Regions from separate parts of the Mus musculus genome. Here regions 1, 2, 3, 4 and 6 are each linked to region 5. A link is a contact called in public Hi-C and HiChIP or PLAC-seq data. All regions are on one chromosome and are shown on one strand. Each heading gives the region's core, a stretch centred on a gene start, on an enhancer-like site or on the middle of the called end of the contact. The rest is flanking DNA. Distances are from core to core; before and after follow the strand shown.

What was found. Hi-C and Micro-C count contacts between places; a contact is called where the count stands out from the background. HiChIP or PLAC-seq counts read pairs in DNA pulled down with a chosen protein or histone mark.
Region 1: a contact with region 5 is called in a Hi-C map of Sertoli cells, with 7 times the contacts expected there. The contact joins two enhancer-like sites. A contact is called at or near these places in 2 of 484 Hi-C or Micro-C datasets (Sertoli cells and embryonic fibroblasts) and 1 of 115 datasets of contacts at active chromatin or transcription factors (embryonic fibroblasts).
Region 2: a Hi-C map of muscle stem cells shows a contact between it and region 5, with 2.6 times the contacts expected there. The contact joins two enhancer-like sites. A contact is called at or near these places in 4 of 484 Hi-C or Micro-C datasets (the N1E-115 cell line, adipose-derived mesenchymal stem cells and muscle stem cells) and 3 of 115 datasets of contacts at active chromatin or transcription factors (the NIH/3T3 cell line, embryonic fibroblasts and pancreatic cancer cells).
Region 3: a contact with region 5 is called in a Hi-C map of Sertoli cells, with 9 times the contacts expected there. The contact joins two enhancer-like sites. A contact is called at or near these places in 2 of 484 Hi-C or Micro-C datasets (Sertoli cells and embryonic fibroblasts) and 2 of 115 datasets of contacts at active chromatin or transcription factors (the NIH/3T3 cell line and embryonic fibroblasts).
Region 4: a contact with region 5 is called in an H3K27ac HiChIP or PLAC-seq map of embryonic fibroblasts, with 18 times the contacts expected there. The contact joins two enhancer-like sites. A contact is called at or near these places in 8 of 484 Hi-C or Micro-C datasets (the AML12 cell line, adipose-derived mesenchymal stem cells and embryonic fibroblasts) and 3 of 115 datasets of contacts at active chromatin or transcription factors (the NIH/3T3 cell line, embryonic fibroblasts and pancreatic cancer cells).
Region 6: a contact with region 5 is called in a Hi-C map of embryonic fibroblasts, with 3 times the contacts expected there. The contact joins two enhancer-like sites. A contact is called at or near these places in 1 of 15 datasets of contacts at CTCF or cohesin (large pre-B cells), 5 of 484 Hi-C or Micro-C datasets (adipose-derived mesenchymal stem cells, cortical neurons, embryonic fibroblasts and 1 more), 2 of 115 datasets of contacts at active chromatin or transcription factors (astrocytes and embryonic fibroblasts) and 3 of 9 other capture datasets (embryonic stem cells, embryonic tail and embryonic trunk).

What each region holds. Positions count from the first base shown.
Region 1 is chr15:63,363,039-63,367,814 of GRCm38.p6, forward strand. No RefSeq gene overlaps it. Among named protein-coding and RNA genes, the nearest start is that of Gm41335, 8.4 kb to the left of the region's middle. Within about 2 kb of position 1,718, at least 33 of the 459 cell types and tissues checked have an H3K27ac peak or open chromatin away from gene starts, as enhancers often do. A contact at or near this core is called in Sertoli cells, where this site is marked.
Region 2 is chr15:63,398,536-63,403,345 of GRCm38.p6, forward strand. No RefSeq gene overlaps it. Among named protein-coding and RNA genes, the nearest start is that of Gm41335, 44 kb to the left of the region's middle. Within about 2 kb of position 2,361, at least 29 of the 459 cell types and tissues checked have an H3K27ac peak or open chromatin away from gene starts, as enhancers often do. A contact at or near this core is called in the N1E-115 cell line, the NIH/3T3 cell line, muscle stem cells and 1 more, where this site is marked.
Region 3 is chr15:63,557,229-63,562,090 of GRCm38.p6, forward strand. No RefSeq gene overlaps it. Among named protein-coding and RNA genes, the nearest start is that of Gm25702, 78 kb to the left of the region's middle. Within about 2 kb of position 1,348, at least 20 of the 459 cell types and tissues checked have an H3K27ac peak or open chromatin away from gene starts, as enhancers often do. A contact at or near this core is called in the NIH/3T3 cell line and Sertoli cells, where this site is marked.
Region 4 is chr15:63,337,996-63,342,619 of GRCm38.p6, forward strand. No RefSeq gene overlaps it. Among named protein-coding and RNA genes, the nearest start is that of Gm41335, 17 kb to the right of the region's middle. Within about 2 kb of position 2,571, at least 70 of the 459 cell types and tissues checked have an H3K27ac peak or open chromatin away from gene starts, as enhancers often do. A contact at or near this core is called in the NIH/3T3 cell line, embryonic fibroblasts and pancreatic cancer cells, where this site is marked.
Region 5 is chr15:62,326,771-62,331,120 of GRCm38.p6, forward strand. No RefSeq gene overlaps it. Among named protein-coding and RNA genes, the nearest start is that of Pvt1, 290 kb to the left of the region's middle. Within about 2 kb of position 1,656, at least 150 of the 459 cell types and tissues checked have an H3K27ac peak or open chromatin away from gene starts, as enhancers often do. A contact at or near this core is called in the N1E-115 cell line, the NIH/3T3 cell line, Sertoli cells and 3 more, where this site is marked.
Region 6 is chr15:61,163,171-61,167,819 of GRCm38.p6, forward strand. It overlaps Gm38563 (a long non-coding RNA gene), which reads left to right. Exons shown (of 3, transcript XR_875374.2): 3 at 2,264-3,793. Among named protein-coding and RNA genes, the nearest start is that of Gm38563, 8.3 kb to the left of the region's middle. Within about 2 kb of position 2,766, at least 18 of the 459 cell types and tissues checked have an H3K27ac peak or open chromatin away from gene starts, as enhancers often do. A contact at or near this core is called in embryonic fibroblasts and pancreatic cancer cells, where this site is marked.

The sequences.
Region 1 (4,776 bases), core at 468-2,967, 1.0 Mb after region 5:
GCTTCCTTATATTTTAACTCTTTTCCGTAAGGCAAAGGTGTCTTTTCCAAGAAGTTTGTATCACTTCTTATCCACCAGGACCTGTAAACTAAATGGCTTCAGCATTGATTTCATTACTAAAATCAAGCAGCAAATTTTCACTTGGTAAGAAAGTAGTGATCTCGAGGAACATAAAATCTATTGAGAAATGAAAAGCCAGATGCTAACATGTTGGGATCACTACATCCTACCTACAGCTAAGAAAACCGAGGCGTAGAGAAACATCCTTGTTTATTAAGCATGATATGAAGTTAAAGATAAAAGACTAGAGTGTTTCGTTGCAGATTCCAAGTTCTGGAGGCCAGAAACTGTGTGTTTTAGTCATTGGTATAGCATGTGACTTTCTTACTTCAGTGCTTTTAAAACAGTATCTCTACCAATTTCCAAACTCAGAAAGCTTATCCCACCCAAAGCAGAACTGGAAAAATAAGCAGATTATCAGATTTTTTAAAAATATGCAGTAATATAAACAAGTGATTGATTGTTTAGGAAATGTGCAAAGCTGGGAAAATTCAAATAAGTGATTACTTCTGGGATCCTTCTTGTGGTCCTCAGAGAATTCTTCCAAAATCACCCTCTCCTTAAGCCAGACTTAAGTTCTCTTCTCATTCCAGTATGTTCTTAATTATCTTATAGATGTGTACAGCCTCATGTTGTAAGCAGCTGGTCTTATGCTGAAATGCCCTAGCTTGTGTCTAACATGAACCTTGGTATTGCGTAGTTTACCTGTAAGTCACTGTTCCAGAAATATCCCAATCAACAAACAAATGGATTTAATATATTTGTAGTTAATTTCTGGTAGGATTATTCTAACATAGCCACCTGTGTTATATTTTCAACCAAAAAGATCACTTTCAGTGCTTTCAGTTTCACAACTCAGTTGGGTTTGTTGCTTCTAGCATCAACTGGATAGAAATCCAAGTCATTGCTAAATACCTAACATTGCCCAGAATAGTCCCCATACAAAAGACATGTACTGATTAAATGCCAATAATGCCAGTGATAAGAAACCCTGCTATTTATACATACATAAAATGGATAAACGCTTGTCCATTGGCATGTATTATCCAGAAGAAAGAGTATAATGAGTTTAACCAAGAAAGAGTGTCCTTCTTATCTGTAGACCTTATAGACATAGTCATGTGGTCCTCCCCATTTATAGATCATACAGATGCAGTTAGGCAATCCTTCCCACTTATGGGCAATACAGGTGCAGTTGTATGATCCTTCCCATTGGTAGGTAATACACATGCAGTTATTTGATTCTTCTGTCCCATAACATAAGCACAATTGTGTGAACTGCCTTTTATACTTTCCAAAATAAGTACAAAATATATAAAATAGTACTATGCATTTTTATTAAACTTTACTTTTCCTTATACTGAGGAAAGAATAAAAGAACTGGGCTAAATTTCCATGAATACAGAAATGGACTGATAAAGAAATCAAGGCTCAGTGCAGCTAGATGATTTACCCAAGGCCGCATAGTTGCATAATACTGGTGACTTCATGGCTTGGCCTTTTTCCACTGATGTTTTTTTGTTCCAGAACATTCCCCTCCTTTTAAATTCTCATTACTCCTCCACTCTCCACCTTAATTCTCTCTGGACAGAGCAGAATATTAAAGGGAAGCACAAGACTGAGAAATGTATGATGCCTCCTGGGATTTCCATGACTCACTGAAATAACTGCATGTATCCTCTGGGAAATAGTCAGCAAGTGATGTGGGAAGACATTCTCCTTCCTCTGAACTGACTGGGTAGAACAGTCTCTGACTGACATTCTGAGATTCCCATGAGAAGATTAAAGCTCTATGTCCTTCCAGTAGGGAACTATGAGTAGAAAGATATCTTTATCTTCTACAAGGAAATGGGAGCTCTTGTCACCAAAGAGCTATGTTTAACTAAAAGATTAAACGGAGACACAGCAGTATCCCCTTGCCGATGACGCCAACACCCATAGAATCCATGCCTAGCTCTGGACTAGGCACACTAAATTTTATTCAGTGCCTCTGGGAGGGCAAATGGTCCTTGATTTAATGCTAACCTATTTTTATCAGCCTTAACTAAAAAGATTACACAAGCATTACACAAAACATACCATTTTGTAGTATGTTTGATTTTTGCATTGAGTCACTTACAACAATCCACATTATCCAGCTGAGTTCTTAATGCAGAACAGTACCAAGTATCATCAAGTTTACGGTTCCTATATTTGTATATGATAATGGACCATAAACTCTCATTGGTCAGGAGACACCAAAGTCTGACACTATTACTGATCCTATGATGTGCTTATAGACAAGAGCCTAACAAGACTGTCCTCTGTGAGGCCCAACCAGCAGCGGACTGAGTCAGACACAAATGCTTACACCCAACCGTTGGACTGAAGTCGGGAACCCCTATGGTTGAATTAGGGGAAGGATGGAAGAAGCTGAAGAGGAGGGCAACACCATAGGACGACCAGCAATCTCAACTAACCCAGATCCCTGGGAGCTCCCAGACACTGAGCCGCTAACCAGGCAGCATGCATGAGCTGGTCCCAAGGACCCAGATGAATATATAGCAGAAGACTGCAGGGTCTGGCCTCAATGGGAAAAGAGGTACCTAATCCTTAAGAGACTTGAGGGCCAGGGAAGGAGAAGGCCTGGGGGGGGGGGTGCATCTTCTCTTGGAGATAGGAGAAGGAGGAATGAGATGAGATGAGGAATTATGGAAGGGGGGACAGGAAGGACAACAGCTGGATTTTAAATAATAAATAATAAATAATAATAATAATAATAATAATAATAATAATAATAATAGTTTATGCAAAAAAGAAGCCCAACTAATGCCTGGGGTTGATAGGATAGTTAGTAAAAGCAATAGGTGTTTGTGTAATAAGAATCCTCTCTCAGGACAGTTGGTTGATTCAAAGACCATAGACACACACATTTGTTTAGGCACTGACCAGAGGGTATAAGATTGGTTTCACTGGGTGAGTTTCCTCAAGGGCTGCTGCATTCAGTTCTGTCCTTACATTTCATAAAATGAGGTTAACAGGCTAGTACAGACTATGACTAGCTAATTCTTATGTCTTGCAGGATTTCACAATAAGAAAAGATAATTAAATATGCAGTCAAGGCCAGACATTGGGGAGGTAATCGTCTGACTAGCCTCAGTGGAGACAATGACCAAACTATTACTACTAACACTGAGCAATAAACCAAACTTACTCTGGCATTTTTGCCTCTATTCCTACATAGGATTGCAATGAACTTATCAAGAAGAACAGAAAAATTCCTGTATATCATATCTCTGCTCCCTGGCCTCTTAGGACCAGTTAAGCTTGCCTAACGTCTCATAAATCACCAACAAATATCAGGATCACACTTTACTCACAGAAGACACAATGAGGAACAAAGGCAAGTACACAATGCATCACCTAACAGTGTGATTCCTGGGGATGGCAAAATGACTCAGGTCACTGTGTCTGCTGCCAAAGTTAATGACCTGATTTTAATCCCTGGGATTAAGATGGTGGAAGCAGACTAGCAGCTTTCACAAACTTGAAAAAGTAATAAGGGGAAGTGAGAAACAGAATATGATCAAGTTACATTGTATACGTGCCAAGCCAGGTCTTCATACTAACTCAGGAAGCTGAATGTGATTTCGGATTCATGACCCTACCCTGAGTTTTTCTTTCTGTCTCTGAATAACCTACAGTTGTCCTGTGGCCTCCACATGCATGTGCACGCATGTGTTTATGTTCCAGCACACACATAAACATACACAAAACAAAGAGAGAATGAAAAGTGGCAATGAATTACAGAAATAGTGTTTTAAAGATTCTTATAAACTTGGAGAAGAGAATTGATACGTAATTGAATGTTAGAACTGAATACAGACAGAAATAAAGGATGCTATCAAAGCCTACAACTTAAAAATGGATGATATTGGTTCTTAATGAGAGAAGCAATACTTCATCTTTTAGTTGAAAATGGCATTATTTAATCTTTATTGTATACACATTGCTTCCAAATTTAATGTATTCAATTTATCTTACAAAAGTTAAAAAACTATGTTATATATGCTACAAGAAGGTAAAATTATATTCATCAGTGCTGTATCAATACTCATCTTAATCAATTATTAAAAATATCATTTAAATTTTCAGAATTTTTACTATATATACATACATATATATATATATATATATATATATATATGATATTCCAACTGCAATTTCTCCTATTTCCACTCCTCCCAGTACCCCATACCTCCCCTCTCCCCTAGATCCATTCTCACTCTATTTTTTAAAACAAAAACAAAAACAACCAGTCCTCCCAGAGACACCAGAGATATCAACCAGGCATGGCCTAACAACTTACAATAAGACTAAGCACAAACTCTCATATCAAGGCTGGATAAGACCACCCAGTAGGAGAGAAAGTGTCCCAAGCAAAGGCAAAAGAGTCAGAGACATCCTCCACTCCCATTGTTAGGAGTCCCACAAGCACACCAAGGTATACAACCATAAGGTATATGGAGAAGACCTAGATCATACCCATGCAGGGTCCATGACTGCCTTTTCAGTCTCTGTGAGCCCCTATGAGCCCTGCTTAGTTGATTTTGTGGGTTATATTCTTGTGGTATCCTTAACCCCTCTGCCTTCTAGAATCCTCCCTCCCCATCTTCTTCAGGGACACCCCTGGCTTTGCCAGTGTTTGGCTGTGGGTCTCTGTTTATGTTCTTTCTC
Region 2 (4,810 bases), core at 1,111-3,610, 1.1 Mb after region 5:
ACATATGAAATTAATATTTTTTATACATGAATTCATCAGAGCGTCATATAATAGAAAGTACACATTGAATTCAAACAGGTTTCAATTTGAAGTCCGATCTGCCCACTTCTTCACGGAACTTTGGTCAAGTCAAATAATCCATGTGAGCTTGAGTGTCATGATTTATGAAGTGCTGAGCTGGGTTGAAAAGGGAGAGGGGCCATCTAGCCTAGCAGAAAAACTTCACAGAAAGCAATTTAACAGTGATGGTATTTAAACAAGGTTTTAAAAGATAAATCCAAATTACAAAGCAACAGTAGAACAAGCAGTGACATCAGCACCACTGGTGGCTGATATAAAGGTATGGCATCTTTGACAGGTGTGAAAAGTGTGAAGTTGAGGAGGAAAACAGTGAGCACAGAGGAGTTTCTAGAGATCTGTCAGGATTTAAAGTACATACTGCATTATAAAAACTCTTAAACTTCTTTGGAAGACTGGTAGTTATTGCTTTTCCAGAAAAGAGGGTGTGTATAGGTTTCTATTTCATACATTTGTGTAGCAGGTAAAAGGCAGAAGTCAGCAAGTTATTTAACAAAGGACTGGATAATAAAATATCTTGCATCTTTCAGCCAGTGTAGTTCCCACCACAAGCTCAGCTGTGCCTTTAGGGAAATAGCAAAGACAGTGGATAGATACATTCAAAAGTCAGTTTATAGGAACAGACAGCAGGCAGTGTTTGACCTATGGTCTTCAGTTTGCTAATTCCCGAGGCAAAGTTTCCAGGATGAAGACGATTACCATGTCCAGAAAATATTCAGGAAAACATTTAAGGGTTGGATAGTTGGCTCAATAGTTAAGAGTATTTGCTACTTCTATAGAGCCCCTGGAGATGGCTCACATCACCCACATGGTGGTGACTGTAACTCCAGTTTCAGGAGATCCAACATCCTCTTCTGACCTCTACAGGCACCAGACATCCATATGGCACACATACATGAGGAAAAAACACTCACACATGTAATAAAATAAATTCTAAAAAATAAAATAAAATTAGTCAATTACTTCATTCAATCATTTTCACACCTGCAAGAAAGGCTGAGAAAGACCCTGTTAAAGATGCTTGAGGCTCCGTGGTGGGAAAGAGACACTGTCTTTTTTTCTGGTGGAAGTTACAATATAGTGAATCGAAATAATTGAGAACATTCTTAAGAATGAGTGTTGCAAACCAGAATTCCTGACACACACAGACACATCATCATTGGTGTAATGACTCGATTTGATATTTAAAACGATTGCACTTAAAAGTATTTTTAAGAAACAAAATGTCTAGTACATATTTAATGATCAAATAGAGAACTTAAAGGAACCACAACTTCCAGGCAATAAATCTAGTAAAAAGCCTAAGAGACATGCCAAGGACTATGCCAGGAATTATCTGTCTGATGCTTGTGATACCTAAAAGTGACTATTACTCCCATGTGGAAATCTGACTTTCCTTCCCTTCATATTCCTGCTGAGGCAAAAACTCAGGCAAAATCAGCAAGCAGTGGAGGTTGAAGTTTTATGGTGGGAGACTAAGCAAAGAGTCTACCATGAACCCTTGAGAGTCCCACAGAAAACTAGGGGTGGGCCTGGGAACTGGAATCAGGAATCCCAACTGCTACTTCCTGCTTCCAATCACCCTCCCAGGAGAGCTGCCCCCGCTGTGTCTGAGTGGAAGAAAGGCTGAGAGCATCCCTGAAAAACCAAGTTCTTTTCATAAATTCAGTCTTCTGGGGTGAAACAGCAGAAAACAAACAAAGGAACTGTGGGCTTTAGAAAGTAACATTTCCCTTTCATCAGCTGGAGGGCAGTGGCCAGAGAAAGAGACAGTAAAAGCAGCCACACTGCTTGCTGGCCACAGAAGACGAAGTCCCAATGTGCCTTGAACACTCACCCACCAGCTTAGGAGTTCTGTCATGCTCAGAATAACGTGGTTGTACAACAAGGGCTTCTGTTTCTCCCTAATGAGTTGATTATATCCTGTCAGAAGAGTCATAAGGCCATCAAATGTCAAGTCCATTTTCTCAAACATATTATTTTCATAGCAGCTGGGCCTGACTCACTCTCAAAACAGGGCATCCCATTGTTCCCTTCAACAGATAATGCTGGAGTGAAACTCAATTAAAAGAGAAAGGGAAGGGGCTTAGAGGACACATGATCCCGATTCATGCAAGTTTACAATTTGCTGTTTAGAAGCCAATTCTATTAGGATGGTTTGGTCACTTAGTTCACAATTAGTTCCTAATGCCGGAGGAAATAGACATGGAATGTGTTGTTCACCCCCAGGACTGTTTCTCATAAGGGAGGGAGGGCATGGTGTTAGTCACTGCCTGATGCTAGAAAGAGAAGGCCGGAAGTGAGAGATGTGAGTACTAACTCTAAGCATCCCAAGACAACCCTCTGACTATACCTGGTTTATCACATTCCCCAAAGACACAGATATAATATTAACACTAAACTTTACGAATCAGACAAGCAGAGTATTGGATACTCATATCCCAAATGGTTATGAGCATAGTGATGTATTAGACATACTAATAATTAGATCACAGTTGTTAAAAGAATAAGCAGCCTAAGATACCTATGACATGCTACAGAAAAAGTTCAATGAATGATAATTATTATTTTAATCATGATAACAAAACTGGAAATCAATGAAGAAAATGGCAGCCATGAATCAAGGACTGTGACCAAGACTCTGAAGCAGTGATTCTCAACCTTTCTAATGCTGCAACCTTTTAATGCAGCTCCTTACAGTGTTCTCATGATCCCCAACTATAAAATTATTTTATTGCTACTTCATAACTATAAGTTTGCTATGAATCATAATGAAAATATGTAACATTCAAGATATCTGCCCTGTGAGGGTCACGACCACAGGTTGAGAACCACCACTATAGGAGGCTGTGTGATCAAGAGTCATGAGTTCTGAAGCAAAAACCAAATAGTTGTCTCACATTTATATTAATTAATCTACTATATAGCAAGTTTGGCAACACAGACCGTCCAGTGATGATAAAAGAAAGTACATGTCCTACCTACCACCCAGCTCCTATCACCAAAATTGGTAACTTATCTGATCATTTGTTTTGACTTGTTTTCATTTTTCTGTAAGGTGCCAATACAGCAGGCAGATTTTAAAATATCTCTATGACTCCTAGCCTCTGTGCAACGTTTCTTATCACTGATGCAGTCAAATACTAACACAAGTACCACTGATGAGCGATTTCCATGGATACTGGGAAGATGACCCCAATATAAACAATTGTACCTTGTGTAAGCACAGAGTTTCCTGGAGCTGACATCTGAAAAGAAAGTCAGAGAGTGAAAACATGTTCTGACATACTGATGCTTGTTCGGAACTGAAAATAGATACAGAACAAGGAACAAAGAAGTCCACAGAAGCTGAAGACCTGCAGGAAAACAAGAGCTAGTTAGCAGTCCTATAATGACTAGATCTTACAATGAAATGAAATGTTTCCAACAGAATGGGTTTGGGACAGGATCTTTTGAATGCATCTCAATGTCAAAACCGTGGTGCTCTGTGCAAACTGAGACATGTATGACACAGTACACTTCTGAGCTGAAACGTGAGAATTAATTATTAGGTATTGTTTTAAGCCGCAAATTTTGTCATATATCAATAGAAAGCTATGAATATCTTGAGAGCTGCAAATGACAGAAATTTCATTAAGTTCTCTTGCCTCTGAACAAGACTGAGCTATCTAGCTAAGCCTAAGGACTCACTTACATCCTATGTCAAATATTGGCATGTGTGCACATATGTGCATTTATGCGAATGCGTGTACACACACACACACACACACACACACACACACACATCAGGCTTCTGTTCAAAATAGTTGGATAATTAAGGCAAAAAGTTACATATTTTATTTGAAGTAACTATTTACTTCCCCAATTCACTTTTTCTCAGCCTGTCATTTCTTCAGTGAGTATTCATTGAACAACTATCACGTGCCAGGCTACAAAGATATGACTTAGTTTACCAATGTAATGTTCAATGTTCAATGAGGTAGTAGGCTAGGATGCAGCGACAAAGCAAGCCTAGACCCTTAGACATCAAGGAAGGTTTCTCAGAGTTTGTCCCTTGTAGACGGAAACCTTAAGATTCAACCAGTCACAATAGATTGAAAGAGAAGATTATTTCCAGACAGATATATAATATCTAAACTTATCCAAACTTCTCCTAGAGTTCAGAGACTCTAAGAGTGTGTTCGGCATCCATCTTGCCAAGGAGGAGCGGAGAAGAGACAATGAAGAGGTAAGAAAATGACCTCATTTCTAGAGTAAGATCTTATTAAGGAGTTGAGAATTTTTCCTAAGTTCAGGGAAAACCCTAGAAATCAATAATGACCCCACTGGCCAAACAAACCCTATTTCAACAAACTAATGTCTGAAAAACTTGAAGAATCATTTAAAGAGAAATCTTCAGTGCTGAAGATAACAGATCATTCTTATAAAAATGTCAGTCATGAAGACTGATGGAATGACAGTCATGAAATGATAGGGACAGAGATGTGAGGATTATCAGCTCTGAGTTTTAGGTGTAGAAAGTAAAGAATCCTCAAAGAGATATCACCACCAGGCTTCTGCTATGGAGATGAGATGGGAAGGAATATCAATCAACAATAAGGGGACTGTAGCAGACCATCTGATTAGGGATAGGATGAAGGTGGAAGGTTTGGTACCAGATGTTTGCTTTAGGAATGGTCCTGCAGAGTGAGCTTATACAGCCAAAAGTGACAGCCACTCCTTAGTTTATATT
Region 3 (4,862 bases), core at 98-2,597, 1.2 Mb after region 5:
AGAGAATGACAACACATGTTCCCCACATTCCCTGTTCTTTCCAAAAGGAATCTCCAGCTGGAGGCTGAGAAAACCTAAGTAACCCTGTTCTGGACCTAGGGCATCCTTTTGAAATCAAGCCCGCTTTTTGCTGCTGTCTCTCAGTGCCTTCTCATCCCTGCAGCCATGGCGTTTATTCTTGGCAATGATAAAGCAACTAAAGCATGATGCATCCTGTCTGAAGCTTCCTCTCTGCCTGTCATTTTCTTTACGCATGTCTCAGTTTCCACACCATGGTCATGTTAAACTATATCATCTAAAGTTGATAATAAAATTACCAGGGTTACAGGTAGCACAGTCTGACCTCAAAGTAGTTAGGTAGGTAGTCATGAATGACCTTGGACTTCAGATACTCTAACGGCAGCCTCTACTCCCCAAGTATGAAGTTATAGGTATGTATATACCACTGTCAGAATGCAGTCCAAGAATGGAGTTATGTGAGAATTCTGAATACTCATGAGAAAATGCCAGGAATACAAGACAAGAGTCTTGTGATATAAGCTTCTTCAAAGCACAGAATTGTTCTTGGAATGTGTTTTTATGCTCCTCCCAGGTGTAGGAGATAGGAGTGAGTCTACCTTAGTCATGGTTATTTATATGCCTCTATGGAAAAACATGTTTTTGCCACATGTGGCTTGTCATTGTGATTGAACACCTTACTTCTGTGATTCTTCTTAACCCTCGGAGTATAAATTGCCTGGCACTCTGAATAAAGCTGGCTATTGTGTAAGACTTTAGTCTGACTCATTTTTAGGCCCTGCTTTCCCAGGTTCATGCTGCTAACTAGATGGATAAACATACCACCACATCCAGTGTATGCAGTGCTCGGGATCAAAACATTGGGCCACATGAGGCTGTCACTCCGATAACTCAGCTATATTCCCAGCCCAAATAAATAACACTGAGTAAGAAAAGGGAGGGTTTTTTTTCTCTCTTATGCTGTTTCTTTGTAGCAAACTTCTAGGAATTTTTAAAGTTGTTGATTTAATAATTCACAGTCCATAATGATTACTCCTCAACCATATGAGTTCTGATCTATACAAGGTGATTAGACAATTTGCAAGAATGAGGAAGAGTGGTTTGGACCTTTGGGAAGTGAAATTTAGAATTTATTGTTCTGAATTCACCCCCCCCCCAGGTAAATAATGATTACATGGTAATAAATTGTGTGATTGTGTTTATTCTGTGCCTGAGGTCAGGAAGTGCTATGAAACAGAGGCTTCTGGGTAGGACTATGGCAGTGAGAAGCAGCAGGAACTACCAGTGAGGAACAGTTCTCATGGAAGAATTCAAGATGATGCAGAGGCCTTGGATTCAGTCCACTTTCAGCTGTTACTATGAGTGATGAAGAAAGATACAGCACATTACCCACAGCTTACAAGTAGAAGACCAGAGCATTCCCAACTGTATCCAAGGAGTGTACTCTCAGATCTATCTAACAGAATGAGGTAAATGAAGCTCACATTTATTGAGAATAAATGAACATAGCTAGGTGGCATTCTATTTAGCAGCTTGCACTTAGAGTTGTACCTTCAATGAGGCAGTGTCCTTGCTGGGCTGGGTTCAGGAAACCAGAGTCAGATTGTTTGGGCTTAAATCCAAGCTGTAGGATATCCTCTGCCCTTGACCTTGAGTTCTCCCACACTTAGTCATAGTGACTTCCTAAGGTTATAAGAAATCCATAAAGAGGCACACTGAAAGTACTATGATGGCATTAATTACAATACTGCATTTCAGGATCAGAAGTTATGTCATCCGCAAAAATGTGCTTCTCAGAAAACAAAAGCCAATCTTCATACTTTATAAAACCTTTAAAAAAACATACCTCATGTTAAATACCCCCACAGACTGAAACTGGATGTAAGAACACAATATTTAAGATAAGAAAGCGCAGGGGTTTGTCTAACTTTGCTACTCAGTAGCAAGAGTCCCTGAGCAAGTCTCAGGAGGCCTCTGGGTACAGTTTGCTGCTGCTTTAAATTATGCATACACTTCTCAAAGCTGACAGAGGAAATACTTGTGGAAAATGCACTGCAAACTTATCTACCAACAAAAACCACCATTGTTCATTTTTCTTGATGATTTAAAACTATTATTATATACATAGAGTAGTATAGGACAATATGATAAAGCGTTACCACATGGGGTAAATGTAAAAATTAACATTACTCCTCAGCTGGAGGGAAGGCTTCCTGCCCATCTCCTCCCTTCAGTGCTGGAATTTTATCTGCCTTGAAGTTGAGCAGGAAGTGGTTTGGTTTGCTTTGGTTTGATCATCCAACTACACATCATCCAAAAATAAGCCTTGTTTGCTTATTTGGGTCTTTGTTTCTTGCAGTGACAGAGAGGGTCCAGGCCTTAAACATGCTCAGCAAGTACTCTGTCCCAGAACTACACCCTTAGCCCGTAGAAATGGTTTGTTTGTTTGTTTGTCTGTTTGTTTGTTTGTTTGTTTTTTAGTGAAAAATGTAAGAGAATGCCAGAGGACAACCTAACTTACTGCTGCAAATTTTCAAAATCATTATAACCTCTAACTCCATTCCAAACACTTACTCTTACACCAACAGGTAACTGTAGCTTTCACTGTCATCAAATAAGCTTTTTATTGGAACTGCTAGAGACCATCACAGAAATCCACATCTATTCACACATATCATGACTGGTCTACGTGGACAGAGCAATGATGGGGTCCCAACCCTACAATAAACACCAGCCCCTAAGGCTTAGGGAACATCAGGGAAGAGGCAGGTAGAAACATAATAAGAGCCAAAGGGACAGGACACAAACTGTAAGGGTGTGTCTTTTATACATAACAGGGAGGCTCCAGTCTAGAAAACTCAACAATATGGTCACCTAATCAAGATCAAAACAATGGCAACATCTGGTGACTTTCAGCATAATGGAGTAAATCTCACAAGGCTCCACTCCTAGATGAAAAGCTACAGACAATGGCTGCTGAGAGAAGCTATCATTTTCCACAGTTGAGTCCTCTAACAGGTTATTCAATCCTAAACTATTTCCTCTCATTACACACACACACAGAGTACACATACATATACATATGCACATATATGAGCAACACTAAATAGATTGAGCAGGTTGTATCTATATATACATATCTGTGAATGTGTGTGTGAATGTGTGTATATATGTGTGCATGTATGTGTATATATATGTGTATGTGTGTATATGTATGTATATGTGGGCATGTTATGTATATGTGTATATGTGTGTGTGTATATGCATATATATATATATGTGTGTGTGTGTGTGTGTGTGTGTGTGTGTGTGTGTGTGTGGATGTGTGTGGATGTGTGGATATCTGTGTTTATGTGTGTGTGTGAATGTGTATATGTATGTGTGTATGTGTGTGTGTGTGTGTGTGTGTGTGTCTGTGTGTGTATGTGTCTGTGTCTGTGTAAAAGAAGAGGTCATAAATTTTAAAGGGGGGGACAAAGAGTCAGAATAAAGAAAGAGAGGGATGGAAATAATGTAATACAGTACTCATTTATAAAATTCTCAAAAGTTTAAAGTTTTTTATTTAAAGTGATAAACAGACAACAAAGGAGATATCTGGCTCATGGATATGTAGGTATAAGGATAGAAAGCAATTAAGATATCATAAAATTGAGCTCCAGATAGCCGGCCACCTTCCTGGTGAGAGCACGGGGGTCTGCCAGGCCTGAGAGGTTTGTGGCACAGGCGCCGGCGGGAGCCTTCTTGGCTCCGGGACTCCGCGGAGGGCAGGCTGCACGGGTGACCGTGTGGAATACAGAGTGCCAGCCGTTTCTGGGACGGGCGAGAGTCGCAGAGCTTCTGGGCGGTGCCATCTTCAGCTCCAGACAACCAGCCACCTTCCCGGCAAGAGCCACAGAGCTTCTGAGGCAGCGCCATCCTCAGCTCCAGACGGCCGGCCTCCTTCCGGACAAGAGCCACAGAGCTTCTCAGGCGGCGACATCTTCGACTCCAGACAACTGGCCACCTTCCTGGCCAAAGCAACACAGCTTCTGGGAAAGATCCTGTTTTGGGCCTTCACCTTCAGCCAGGAGGAGGTCCAAACACCAGATAACTGTACACCTTCCCTGAAAGAGGAGAGCTTGCCTACAGAGACTGCTCTGACCACTGAAACTCAGAGAAGAGAGCTTGTCTCCCACGCCTGCTGATAGAGGGTAACAAAATCAACAGAGGAACAATCTCTTAACAAAGACAACTATAACAACTAACTCCAGAGATTGCCAGATGGCGAAAGGTAAACGTAAGAATCCTACTAACAGAAGCCAGGACCACTCACCATCATCAGAACCCAGAATGCCCACTTCACCCAATCCAGGACACCCTAACACACCTGAAAAGGTAGACCTGGATTTAAAAGCATATCTCATGATGATGGTAGAGGACATAAAGAAGGAATTCAATAACTCACTTAAAGAAATACAGGAGAACACTGCTAAAGAGTTACAAGTCCTTAAAGAAAAACAGGAAAACACTGCTAAAGAGTTACAAGTCCTTAAAGAAAAACAGGAAAACACAACCAAACAGGTAGAAGTCCTTATAGAAAAACAGGAAAACACATCCAAACAGGTGATGGAAATGAACAAAACCATACTAGACCTAAAAAGGGAAGTAGACACAATAAAGAAAACCCAAAGTGAGGCGACGCTGGAGATAGAAACCCTAGGAAAGAAATCTGGAACCATAGATGCCAGCATCAGCAACAGAATACAAGAGATGGAAGAGAGAATCTCAGGTGCAGAAGACTCCATAGAGAACATCGGCACAACAATCAAAGAAAATGGAAAATGCAAAAAGATCCTAACTCAAAA
Region 4 (4,624 bases), core at 1,321-3,820, 1.0 Mb after region 5:
GGGAGCCAAAGGATTCATATACTATATGTTGTATAAACTTCCAGAAATATGAGTTAAGTGTTGGTCAGGGCAGTAATAAACAAAAGTGTAGACAAGTCCATGGAGTCATGCTTAGAGAGATCTAGCCAGGGATGCTTCAACATGTCAAGAAATGTCCATTGGAAAGAATTGGCTAACTCCATTAGCCAAGTTCAAGTAACAAGCTGACAATAAACCAAAGATCAATGTTCTCACTTCTGAATTTATCATAAAAACTTAACATGAAATAATAGAAGGGAAGAAAAAGAGGGAACAGCCGGGCATGGTGGCACATGCCTTTAATCCCAGCACTTGGGAGGCAGAGGCAGGCAGATTTCTGAATTCGAGGCCAGCCTGGTCTACAAAGTAAATTCTAGGACATCCAGGGCTATACAGAGAAACCCTGTCTTGAAAAACCAAAAAGAAAAAAAAAGGGAAGAAAAAGAAAAAGAAAAAGAAAAAGAAAAAGAAAAAGAAGAAGAAGAAGAAAAAGAAAAAGAAAAAGAAAAAGAAGAAGAAAAAGAAAAAGAAAAAGAAAAAGAAAAAGAAAAAGAAAAAGAAAAAAAAAGAAAAAGAAAAAGACTGGGCAACTGATGAAGTGTTGGTTTATCCTTGCATTCTTTTATACATCTAAGTTACCCAACTTAGTGAGAGAGATGTGAAGAGAGGTCTTATTATTGAATCAAGACTAGAATTTTAACTTATATTTACACAGGTTGTATTGTATACTCACAGGATATTTTGTTATAAATTTTTGAAAGATAAAATAAGCAAATGGTTGCTTATAGGTAATTATGTTCAGATTACAATCTGGCAACATTTTCCAGAAGTGTCCTGGACAACTGATCTCAGAAGTCAAATAATATCATTAGATATAATGTTCAAACTGAAGCTATGTTTTTATTGAATTTCATGAGTCATATTCCTTTCCTGTATCAGTTATAAATTTTACTATTATATTCACTTTGCATGATCTTCACTATCTAATTGTGGTCCTAAAGTTGATTGTGTACTATACTCATTGTTAGGGATGGTACGTACAAGTTAAAATTGCTATCCTAAATAAATATATTATTCTATAAATAACTAGAACTTTCTTTTCTAAATTAATATATAAATAAGCATATGTATACCTCTAAAAGCTATTTGCATACTTTTATAATCTGGTGTCATATGGTAAATAAATGAATAAAAGCATGAAATAAAATAAGTAGCATAAACTATTATTGGTGTACTCTGAACAGTAAGTCTCATATTAACATCAAGTTCAAAAGAGAACTTACATCATCTTTAGGAAAGATTTTAGAGGGCACGTAGGTCTTCACTGGAGTCATTTGTAAATTTGTCAGAGAAATTTCATTCACATCACATCAAAATTTCTTAAAACTATTTAAAGAAATCTTATTTAGGTAGTTATTTATTTAACTTATTTATTTAGTTTATGTGTATGAGTGATTTGCCTGTATGTAATTTTTTTCTGTGTGTGTGATGTGTGTGTGTGATATATGTGTGTGTGATGTATGTGTGTGTGTGTGTGCATGTGTAGTACATTATGACATTATGTCTGGTGCTCATTGAAGTCAGGAGTCATATCCACAAAATTCTAATTACAAACATTTGTGAGTTACTACGTAGGTGCTGGGAATTGAACCTGAGTCCTCTGTAAGAGTAGCCAGTGCTCTAAACTGCTGACCTATCCATTTCTCCAGCACCTTACAGCATTTTCCCCATATTTCATCTGACTTTATCACCTAGTTGCATCCAAGAGTTTCTTTGTAAATTCTTAAACTCTGAGAAACTCTGAATGTGTGCAATTTTTCTCCTTCTAGCTTCCCTAATCTGTCAGATATGGGACTTTCTCATAAGGCCCTCACTCCTTATAATGACAATAAAATAACCATTCCCTGCATCTTAGCTCCATCTGTTTACCCTTGCCTCCATCACCATGAGAAAATTGCTGGGATCTTGATTAGTTAGTATTTCTGTCATGTAAGGATACACATAAGCTCATAGAATGGGTGTCTCCATGTGCACTTGAGTCACAGAAAGCATTCAAACAAGAACAGTGCTATCAAGCCTTGAACTAGGCAATAAAATTGGATGTTCATATTATGTACACATCCCTATTGTGCATACTCTCTGATCCTGAATGCTAGGAATTTGGAATCTACATGTTCTGTCACATTCTCTCCTACCTTGGAAATGTAGTTCCTGAAGAAAAGAGCCACACTGAAGCCTAAGGAACCAATAATCAGTTGCTCTTTCTAATTGAGCACTTCTCTTTGCTTAGATTTTGGAAGAAGCATGAAAATGATTTACTGATTTAGGAACTGGGTGGAGTGGACCACAGAAAGACAAATCAAAAACATCTGGAATGAACTATTTGAGAGAGAAACGGGGAGGGAAAAAAAAAGTAGAGCTTTCAAATGAAACGAAGTACAGATGATTTGGCCAAATTCAAGCCAAGCCAAACACTCACATTAAACATTGCACTTGGGTCTGGTTCAATAGCAGGAGCCGGCAAGGGGGAGCCTCAGCCAACACTGCATCAGAGGCACATTGTGGAGGGAGGAAATGAGTTTAGTCAAGCCAGCTGTGACTTCAAAGCCGTGGCTCTCCCAGAGAACAGTGGGAAAGGGTTCCCCCTTCAGTGAAGACTGCAAAGTTCATCCAAAGACAGTCCGAAGGGAACTAACTCTGGGAAGAAGCAAATTGCATTCCACACTCTAAATAATACTTTCCTTGCATGAAGTGGTGGTGACCATCTATTTAAAGAGACAGAAAAAGAATGAGGAAGAGGTGATAAGGAGACGTCTCTGATGCACATTCCAGGACACACAAAACTGGTGTGTCTGTGTTTGCTTTTCAGCAAAGATAGGCATGTCTTTGCATGAGTCATGCTTCCAGCTATGTGAAAGGTGACAACACAGGATTTCTCTTCTGAAAGATTCCCATGATTTCTTTCCCCTCTTTGAACTTCTAGAAAACTAATATTTCTTTCAATGCATTTCCTCAGTAAAATTTTATCAAGAAACCCATGGTGGGTTAGGTGGGGGTAAAACAAAGATAAGCAAGGAGAAGCTAGACATATAAACAAAGGCTTATGGTATTGAACCAGAAGCCCCTGTTAGAGCAATGGTTCCCAGAGAGTAGTCTCCTAAAAGGTGAAAGCAGAGGCAAGAACAGCACTGGGGTAGGAAAGTTTGCAAGCTCTAGCCTCAATGCACTGAATGAGAAGGTGCAGTTGGTTTATTGAGCTCTCCCATTGATTCAGATAAGTCTTAAACCTGGGAAACCACTTTTATAAAATAGAAACAGAGGCTTCTGGAGCAGAGAGCCAGTACTACTGAGCCAAAATGGAGATCTTCTACCATGTACAAATCATGGGCTCATCTCCAGGTTAGAATTCTATAGGTGGCCCTCTGTCAATACACAACCATGAGCCTTTGCTTCTAAGTAAACTGCTAAGATTCAAAGGTAAGGAATTATTTATTCTACACCCTCCCCAGCCTTCTCCTTCCAGCTCAATGACTCTCAACCTGTAGGTCATGACCCCCAAAGACCAATATCTATACTGCTAGTCATAACAGTAGCAAAATTACGTTTGAGGGTCACCACGACATGAGGAACTTTATTTAAAGGGTCACTGCATTCGGAAGGTTGAGAACTCACTGTTCTAGCTAGCTTCAGGTCCAGTTCTTGGATGATACAGCTTTTAGAACTTACTTTGAGACACTAATTCTGAAAGTTTACACTCCTCAGGAAATCTTGGCAAGCATGTATTTGCAAAACTTTCCAACTCTTGAATATTCGAGAAGAATAGTGGTTATCTCCTTGAAGCACTCACTGGATGATTGGATCTCTACTGGATGATTGGATTGGCATCCTTATCAAGGGTTTTCTCTTAGTATGCTTGGGCACCTCCGCTGATGAAGATTGCACTATCTCAGGCTGCAGTTTGCTTCCTTTGAGACAGCTCCTTTTAGAAAGCACTTCCTTCTTCTGGGCTGAGCACTGCCATCATTTCCATTCCATTTGTTAGTTATAATTCTATCCCTTGGGAACTCATAGCAAAGATACTTACATATTAATGTGACATTCTTCAAGTATTTGAAGTTAATAATTATGTAGCATATGACATCAGTTAAACTCACAGACTCTGGAAGCAGACGCCCTACATTCAAATTCTTGTTCTGCCACTTAGAAGTCTGTGACCTCAAGAGAGTTATTTACTTGCTCTTTACTCCTTGGTCTATATTAAAAGATATAATAATACCATTACATCAAAGGGCTTTTATAAGGATTTCAGGAATTAATGTATGCATATAAGCCTGGAATACTGTAAGTGCTCTAAATGTTTTAGCTATTATTAATCATCATCATTACCATAAAGATCTTGTCAATTCTCTGACCTCAGCCACATTTCTAATTCTATATTTATTCACTCTGGGACTTGAATAATTACATATGTTTCAGTGAGATCTCCTAATTTTCATTCTACCCCATCCATAAATGTGAGTGGTCAGTTGGGACCACATGAATTGTCCTGTACACTGTAATTTTAAAAAGGAGTAATGTATATTCCCTCTAGCCTTGGCATTAAAAT
Region 5 (4,350 bases), core at 406-2,905:
GGACTCTCAACATTAACCTAGGGCCTAATCATGCAGATGGCACCGTTTCTTGGCTTTAGTTCCAGGCCTGTTTAGCAGCGGAGAAGTTGAGTTGACCAATCATACATGTATTCATTCCCTTCCTGCCCTTGACTAGCTGCTTAGAAGTTCCTGCTGCCTTGACTGGTTCACTGGCCTAGAAGTGAAAGCTGGAATACTACCATCCTCCTCTGAGTTTCTTTGGTGATCCCATCACCAGGAGCAAAGCAGAATAGTGGGGATAACAGTTTCCTAGGAAATGCTGGAGAGGCATTTCACACGGGAGGAACCCAACATGGAAAATCTAAGAAGAAGGACAAGATCGTCCCAGGAGGAAGCCTTGACTTACCCAAGGTCATATATGATGGGTATGAGTGAACTCCAGAAGTGACACTTCTTCTGTTGACGCCACATTTTGATTCTTCCTTAAATATAGTGACTATGTCACATAGTCTACAACCAACACTGTGCTGGGATCTGCCAATGTCAGTGGGATTATGAGCCTGTCTTCTGACCTCATGCTTCTCTACTTCCTCCAGAGTTTGAGACTATAAAGGTCACCTTTACATTCTATGTCTTTCGTCTTCCTGAGCTTGACCCTCTGCTTCGGAAGACGCATGCTTAAGCTTGCCTAGAAACCCTCATTGCACAGCCCTTTAGTTGCCCCTTCTGTATGACTCTCTTTGTAGACAAAACCACAAACCCCGATGGGCAATTAGAGATTTTCAGTGGCAGCAATTTGGGATGATTTTGGCTAATTGCTGTCCTGTGTGAAAGAGTGGACATCGTCTTTGACAGCTGGCCTGAGCAGTCAGCAGTGTGTGAGGAGAGTTTCTCTTCTGACTTTGAAAGTGGTGGTGGGGGCAGGGTGGGCAGTGACCTGCTGTAGTCAGTCAGAAATGTTGTGTCTGCCTTTAGCCCTGCACTGGCAAACCCCTGAGCTCTGGCAGACACTGCACAGATTAAATAGGCTTTAGAGTATGCAGAGTTATATTCTCACTCACAGTTTAGCAAGTTTAACAAGGGTTGCTACTTTGTCTCAGCTGAACTGGGAGGATCCCTAGACAAGAAAAGGATGGGGAGTTTGATGACCTCATTATTTACTCTCCTAACGTTTGTTGGGAGTAAATTGTGTGGCCCCTTACTTCCCTCTCTCCCTCCTTCCTTGTTTTCTCCCTTCTTCCCTTCCTTCTCTTTTCTCTTTTCTTTTCTTTTCGTTTCTTTTCTTTTCTTTTCTTTTCTTTTCTTTTCTTTTCTTTTCTTTTCTTTTCTTTTCTTTTCTTTTCTTCTCTCTCTCTCTCTCTCTCTCTCTCTCTCTCTCTCTCTCTCTCTCTCTCTCTTCCTCCCTTCCTTCCTTCCTTCCTTCCTTGCTTCCTTGCTTCCTTGCTTCCTTGCTTCCTTCCTTTCAGTTATACTTTTCTGCTTCAGACAACCAAGCACACCACCAGAGAAAGAGGAAATCAGTTTCCATTCTTACTTTCTTCTAAGGGTAAAAGAATGCACTGGTTTCCTCCCATGGGATCCCTTTCCATCTCTGCCAGGGTCATCAGTGGGGTGGTGTTAAGTGCTGTGCGAAGGCTGGGAAGGTTCTTGTTGCCACACTCTCTGCCTGTGGTTTGTGTCACCTCTGGGCACTGTCCTTGTTCTCCTGAAAGCCGTGGTGTTTACAGTGAATGCAGCATGCTGGGATCACACTGTGAAGCTGTAGGGGGTGTCTGAGTTCACATGTCCTGCATTCCAGGCAAATGTTTTTAATATTGAGCAATGCTATGGTTTGCCAGGGTGAGGTCTGTGCTATTGGAATGCCACCGAAAAGGAAAGTCCCGGACAGATAGTGACTCAAATCATCTCCTCCACTCACAATCCTCGGGGCTTTAATTCCTACTCAATTCCCTCATGATAAATACAGCTCCGTGTGCTTACTGACCGCACCGCTCTTATTGGTTCTGATAAGTACAACTTTCCAAGAGATAGGGACGCAAATTGTCATATTTTGTTGAGTCATGTGTGCTCAGCAACTCTTTCCCAAACATTGCATCAGTAATTGGCAGCTCCCTGGTCTCTGCTGTATGACACTCTATGCCCAGGAAAAGCTCTATCCATTTCATGAAAGAAAGAAAGAAAGAAAGAAAGAAAGAAAGAAAGAAAGAAAGAAAGAAAGAAAGAGAGGAAGGAAGGAAGAAAGGTCTCTCTCTGCCTGGCTGTGATAGCCTGCTCTTAAGGAAGCTGAACCCCCAAGGGAGCAAAGACAAACTGCATTTTCAGATAAGTTAGAAAACTATGGCTATTTTACTTTCCACCTCCACTGGTCTCCTAGCAACAAGACAGCTGATGACTTCTACCAGGAAAAGGAAGCCTGGAACTTGGGGGAGCCCGTCTGAATTCTTGCTCGCAGTCTGATTTATTTGAAGCTTGGCTGCATTCTTGGGTGTGGAGACCCAGAAGTCCAGTCATCGGGGCATTCCCTGACCTTCACTTGACCTCCATCAATGCACAGATAGAGGGAAAACAGATGAGAGGTGCTTTCACAAGATTTCTTTCACAAGAATCTGCTTGGTGGGGAACAGATATTTCCTTTGATTTGAGGAAGGGCAGTCGAAAGCCTGCCTGTGACATGGAATGAAATCTCAGAAAAAGCAAGGAGCTAAGTGGGTATCAGAAACCAGGGGTCCTACTGGTGTCAATCTCTCCCTGAGGAGTTCAGGCAGGGAGTTCTTGTGCCCTTGTTCTTACATAGTGTTGATATTCTCAACTATAAAGTAAGGGGATTGAAACAGATGTCCTTTCAGGGTTGTAGGCCTCTATGTGTTCTTAAATAGTTTCCCAAATATACCATTATATCATCAGCCTTTCTGATTGTCTGTCTGTCTGTCTGTCTGTCTCTCTCTCTGTCTCTCTCTCTGTCTCTCTCTCTCTCTCTCTCTCTCTCTCTCACACACACACACACACACACACACACACACAGAGAGTCACTACATGTTGAGCAAGAATCCAAACTCAGGTGTGGCTCCTACCCTATTCATACAGCAGCAGCTATGTGGCTGACATCCGTGTCTTGTTAGATGGTTTTACTATCAACCGCTATTAGCCTGTGGAAGTAGAACTGGGAGATTCTTTTAACAGAGACTTAAGTTGTACTCTGCCTTTTAACATCTGGTAGACTTAGAAATAGGAATAAGAGCCTTTGAGTAGTTGCTACAATGTGGATTAGGAACCAGTGAAATGATGTGCATACTCAGTGCCTGTTCCATAGTAAGAGCTCAGTAAACAAGGAAGGGAGCTGGAAAGACAGACAGACAGACAGACACACACACAGATTTGTTCTAGGTCCCTGGAGTGTAGGGACTTGTCCTAATTGTCCCCTCACCTTGATATATTGTGTGGCACACAGATCAGAACTAACTTCTTTAGCCCAACATATTCAGCGCGCACACACACACACACACACACACACACTTGCACACACACAGGTACACACAGAGTTGTTCACACATAAATACACACTCATATACTCATGTACACACAGTCACATCCACACCCACATAGGCATATACATGCACACCTGCACAGGTATGCTAAAGAGTAATGAACACACCCAGTCTTGCCAGAACTTTTAAGCAAGGGCCTGAATTTTATAGCCACACTGCACAGCTAAAGTAACTGTCAGATGATCTAACAGTGATTGATATTTCATATACCACTTAGAATTGTTCTTCAATAATTCCTGGAATATGCAGTTTTGGCTTTGCCCAACACTCTTGATTCTGCACTGATTAGATAATATTAGGGCACTTCTTACTGTCCCCCTGCCACTCTTCCTTGCTCATCCCTTATTATGTCTTACACTTTTCTTTTTTAAACTTCATTGTTTCATAGCAGCTTCTCCAGATAGAGTTTGCTACTCTTCACAACCGTGAGGCTCAGGATGTGAGGGAGTAAAGACAACAGAGTGGGGAAGGACGCACAGTAATGTAACTTTCATGTCTCTATTCAAATGGAATGTGAGATGATGTGGTGGTACAGGCCTTCAATCTCAGCCTCTGGGAGGGGGAGGAAGGAGGGTCAAGAGTTCATTGTCATCTTTGACCGAGTGGTAAGTTTAGGATCAGCCTGCCCTACAAGGTACTTGACTTCCAAATGAATACATAGATTGCTAGGCAACTAAATGTAGAGGATAGAAGGAAGAACATGACAGATATCTTTTGCTGAAGAGAAAACTTGCTACCTTGAAGCAGTAAAAAACAACAAATCAAATCAAATCAAAACAAAACAAAAAAAAAATCAAAAACCAAAAACCAGAAAACCCAAAAAACCCAAAAACCCCCAAAACCT
Region 6 (4,649 bases), core at 1,516-4,015, 1.2 Mb before region 5:
AGCTAATGAATATCTTTCCATGCATCCTGTGATTCACATGGGAAACTCCAGTTGAAGTAAGCACTCAGGTGTGAAGCTGTGCTCTGGATCCCAAGAATTTAGTCACGTGAAATGAGAGCATGGGGAGAAGGCAGGGCTGCAGATGTTGGAGAGACTTCCGGTTTGGATGCAGAAGTCCAGAGAGGCAAAGCATAGCATAGGACGAGGTAGGGTAAGGAAAAAGTGCAAGAGGCTAGCAGAGGAACAAATTATGCAAAATATTTCACATTAAGAGAAGGCTTGTATTGACAACGTAGCAATAGTTACTAGAGAGCTAGTGGTCTAAGGAAGAAGAGCAGTTAAGATACCATGATGACACTGGTTGGGTGTTATTATGGCTTGTATTTAGAGGGTCTTCCAGGTACTCATGTATTGAAGGTTTCAGAGGTCGGGCTTTGGAAGGCAACGAGGGCTCTGACCTCAATAATGGTTTCACATATGGATAGATTAGTGATTTTATACCATTAGTGGATATGATAGTTCATGAGGAGATGGGTCTAATCAAAAGAAACAGGTTACCTGCTGGGTACACTCTTTGTCCTGATCTTTGCCCCTTTCTCTTTCTCCCTACTTCCATTCTTAACTTCTCTTCTTTCTGACCACCATTCCATCATCAGCTCCCCGTTATCTGCCTCACTGACCCCAAATAAACCCGCCCTCCTCTTAAATAATCTCACCTACGTATTCTATCACAGCAGTAAAAGGTTGATTACCACAGGTGAGTTCATCAACTTTACCAGATACAGTAATGGAGTCACTGGAACTGGATAGGCGACTGTGCATGAGAAAAGGAGGAGACGCCAAAGATAGAAGTGAGACCTTTGAGCAGTGGGTAAGTGAAGGAGATATTTACAAGGAAGGAGAAAAAAGGGACATTTTCGTAAAACAAAATAAAACAAGCAAACAAATAATCTCAACAATTTCATTTTATTGCTACTACAGTAAGTACCTATTTGAATCTGAGCAGCAGAAATATCTTGAGGAGATAGGGTCTAATCAGAAGAAACAAGTCACCAGGGTTTATATACTCTTGGTCCTGCTCCTTGCCTCCCTATTTCTTTCTGTCTCTGTCTCTCTCAAGTTGAGTACCGAATAGATGAATCTGTAGTCTTCAAACACCAAATAAATGTCACAGTGTACCAGACATGGCTCCTAGCAATGCAGCTGTGTTTAGTGCCTGATTGGAATCAGATGGAGAGAGATAGAGATAGACACAGAGAGAGAGTCAAAGAGATGGGGAAGGCAAGGATCAGAACCAAAAGTGTACCCGTTCTGGTGACTTATCACCCTGGTGATATGTTTCTTCTGGTTAGACCCCATCTCCTCAAGAAACAGCTAACTTGCTTGTGATGATAACTTACACAGCATCTTCTAAGTGAAGAATTAAACTAACAAGTTAAGAGGTCTGGAGAAGCCCATCAACATGTTTAGTTGAAGAAAGGGGGAGGGACCTTCCCAGAAGAGTGAGAAATCATAATGAGGGAAGAATGGAAGAGACAGACTCAGTCGTTTATGAGGAGGGCTGGTCAGTCCTGCCAAGTTCGGCTGAAGGGACAAGAAGCAGGAAGTCATGGAGCCTTCGTGTCACATACTAAGGGGTCAGGACACAGATCCAGCCACCTGCTCCTCCTGAAATCTGTTTTAAAAAACAGCAAGATGCACAAAAGGACAGCAGACAGTGTAGTTGGGAAATCACAGAATCTCCTTGTAGCTTGTTTATAATAACTTGGACATGCTACATTTTCTCAAGATAAAGGAGCAATGTCTTGTCCATTACCCTGCCTGATTGGAAGCTGAGAGGATATGGACACTTATTCCAGAGAAAAGCAAGCCTCAGGAGGCTCTGGCTCACTAATGACTGTTTCTCCATGATTTCTCCTGTCCCCTTTGACCACTGCCGTGGCTACTGTCGCATCACTTCAATTCCCAGGACAGTACCATTTGCCAGCAGATTCTGCTGTCGAAGCAAAAGCTTCCTGGCTGGTTATATAAAACACAATGTGGGAAAGAGTTAATTGGCAAACAGAGTGACTATATTTGCAACCCAAGAAGGCCTGCTGTGACTTGCTATCTGCAGAGCTAAGCAGCTTGCTGTACAAGTGATATTCGAAGCTTACTGCTGTTAATGCCAACGGGGCCACTTAACACCTCCCTGTAAATGGTCTCAAGATTAATATCTTGCCATTTAGGTTATGTTCTTTTTTTTTTTTCTTTCCCTCCTTAGGATGAGAAATTTTCTTCATCTTTTGCCTAAGAGAAGGTCAGACATGGCAAATCCCTGGGGTGAGAGGCCCACTGGAAAGTTACTGTATAACTACACTCCGTGCAGTATGAATCACAGAACTGGAAAATTACTCAGCAATGAGGAAAAGACATGGCCCGTGGAATCCAAGACCTGCATTCATATCTGTAGACATGAGTTTAACTTAAATTAGTAGTTCTCAGCCTTTCTAATGTAGCAACCCATTAATACAGTTCCTCGGGTGGTGGTGACCCCCAACCATAAAGTTATTTTGTTGCTATTTTAAAACTGTAATTTTCCTATTGCTACGAATTGTAATGTAATGTAAATGTATGTGATGGTCTTAGGTCACCCCCGTGTAAGGATCCTTTGCCTGCAAAGGTGTCATGACACAGAGGTTGCGAACTGCTGACATAACGTGTCAGCATTAACTTTCTTTTATTTAGTGAGAGAGGGAACACAGTAACTCGTTATCACTTTTGTTGGTGGACAGCTCATTCTAACCAGGCCTCCTCCCTTTCCCACTTACTGAAGAGTCACAGCTTCAGCTGTGCATTCTTCATGATTGTTCCACCCCTTCCTTCAATAATGTTCTTTCCTTAGGACTTTCTGACATCCTGCATGCCTAAGGGTTCCTTCTGTTTTCTTCTTCCTCGAATTTCCGTAATAGCTACTTCTCAACTGATCGAAGAAGCAGGAGGTAGGCTGTCTTCTTGATTTTTCTTACACACTCCCTCTAGTTAGTAGCCATTATCATCTCATTAGGCACCATGCATGTGCTGACAACTCTCAAATGCATTTCTGGAGCCTACACGTGTCCTTGAGATATGGTTTGTTTCACTCACCTGCCCAGCTGGCATTTGCACTGGGGTGCTCTTTAATCAACATGTATCTTATATCAACATACTTCTGAGTCATGAACACCTCCTTAAGAATCTAGTTTCCCATGTTTACCACTCCTAAATCAAGTGTACCACAACGATCCTCATGACTTCAGCTAGAAGTCCCAGGTTCATAATCTTTTCCTCTCTTTCTTGCTCTCTATATATATGTTCTCATATGGACTCTAATTCACAAAAACCTATTCAGTTCATTGATTTCTGAATGTTTTTATGCTCATTTCCTGGGTACTGCATTTTTCATTGCCATTCTAGAGCCACTTGCCATCCTTCTCCATCCAGTGCTATTGCTTGGCAGGCTTGGCATCATCAGTTCCCTAGTTGCTGTGCTTCGGCTGTGAAAACAGAGAGAAGGAAAGCCTGGGGTTAAGGGATGTGTTCCATGCTTTCCTTGATTTGAGGCTTACTATACACTGAAGGAATCATCAATAGTAAGCCTACTTTATCCATACAGGAAGCCATTCTCTTGCTCCAGGTCTCCAAGATTCTAAACAGTATTCTTGTGGCTTCTGTGTACCCTGACTTGAATGAAGTCTGTATTGAATGTCCCCAAACTATTTTTACTTGAAAATTCTCTTAGGCTTTCTATTGCTGTGAAGAAACTCCTTGACCAGGGCAACTCTTTTTCTTCTTTCTTTTATTAATCACTTGATTTGTTTACATTTCAAATGATATCCCCCTTCCCAGTACCCTGCCAACCCACTCCATCCCATTCTCCCTCCCCTTTGCCCTTATGAGGGTGCTCGAACACCCACTCTCCCACACACGCCTCACCACTCTAGTGTCCAACTATGCTGGGGAATCAATAGGCAGAACCCCCAGTTGATGTATCGAGCTCACCCATCTCAAAAAATTTACCCCAGAATTGTTTCTGTCTAAAGGAAAGGCAGGGACAAAGAGTAGAGCAGAGACTGAAGGAAGGAAAGGCTACCCAGAGACCACCCAACCTAAGGATCCATCTCATCTGCAGACACCAAACCCCAACACTATTGCTGATGCCAAGAAGCTCTTGCTGACAGGAGCCTGGTATGATTGTACCCTGCACCTGATCATGGCAACTCTTATAAGGAACCATTTTATTAAAGATAGCTCCCAGTTAAGAGATTTAGCTCATTATCAGTATGTCAGGAAGCATGGTGACTGTACTGGCTAGTTTTGTGTCAACTTGACACAGCTGGAGTATCACAGAGAAAGGAGCTTCAGTTGAGGAAATGCCTCCATGAGATTCAACACTAAGGCATTTTCTCAATTAGTGATCAAGGGGGAAAGGCCCCTTGTGGGTGGGACCATCTCTGGGCTGGTAGTCTTGGTTCTATAAGAGAGCAGGCTGGGCAAGCCAGTAAAGAACATCTGTCCATGGCCTCTGCATCAGCTCCTGCTTCCTGACCTGCTTGAGTTCCAGTCCTGACTTCCTTGGTGATGAACAGCAGTATGGAAGTGTAAGCCGAATAAACCCTTTCCTCCCCAAC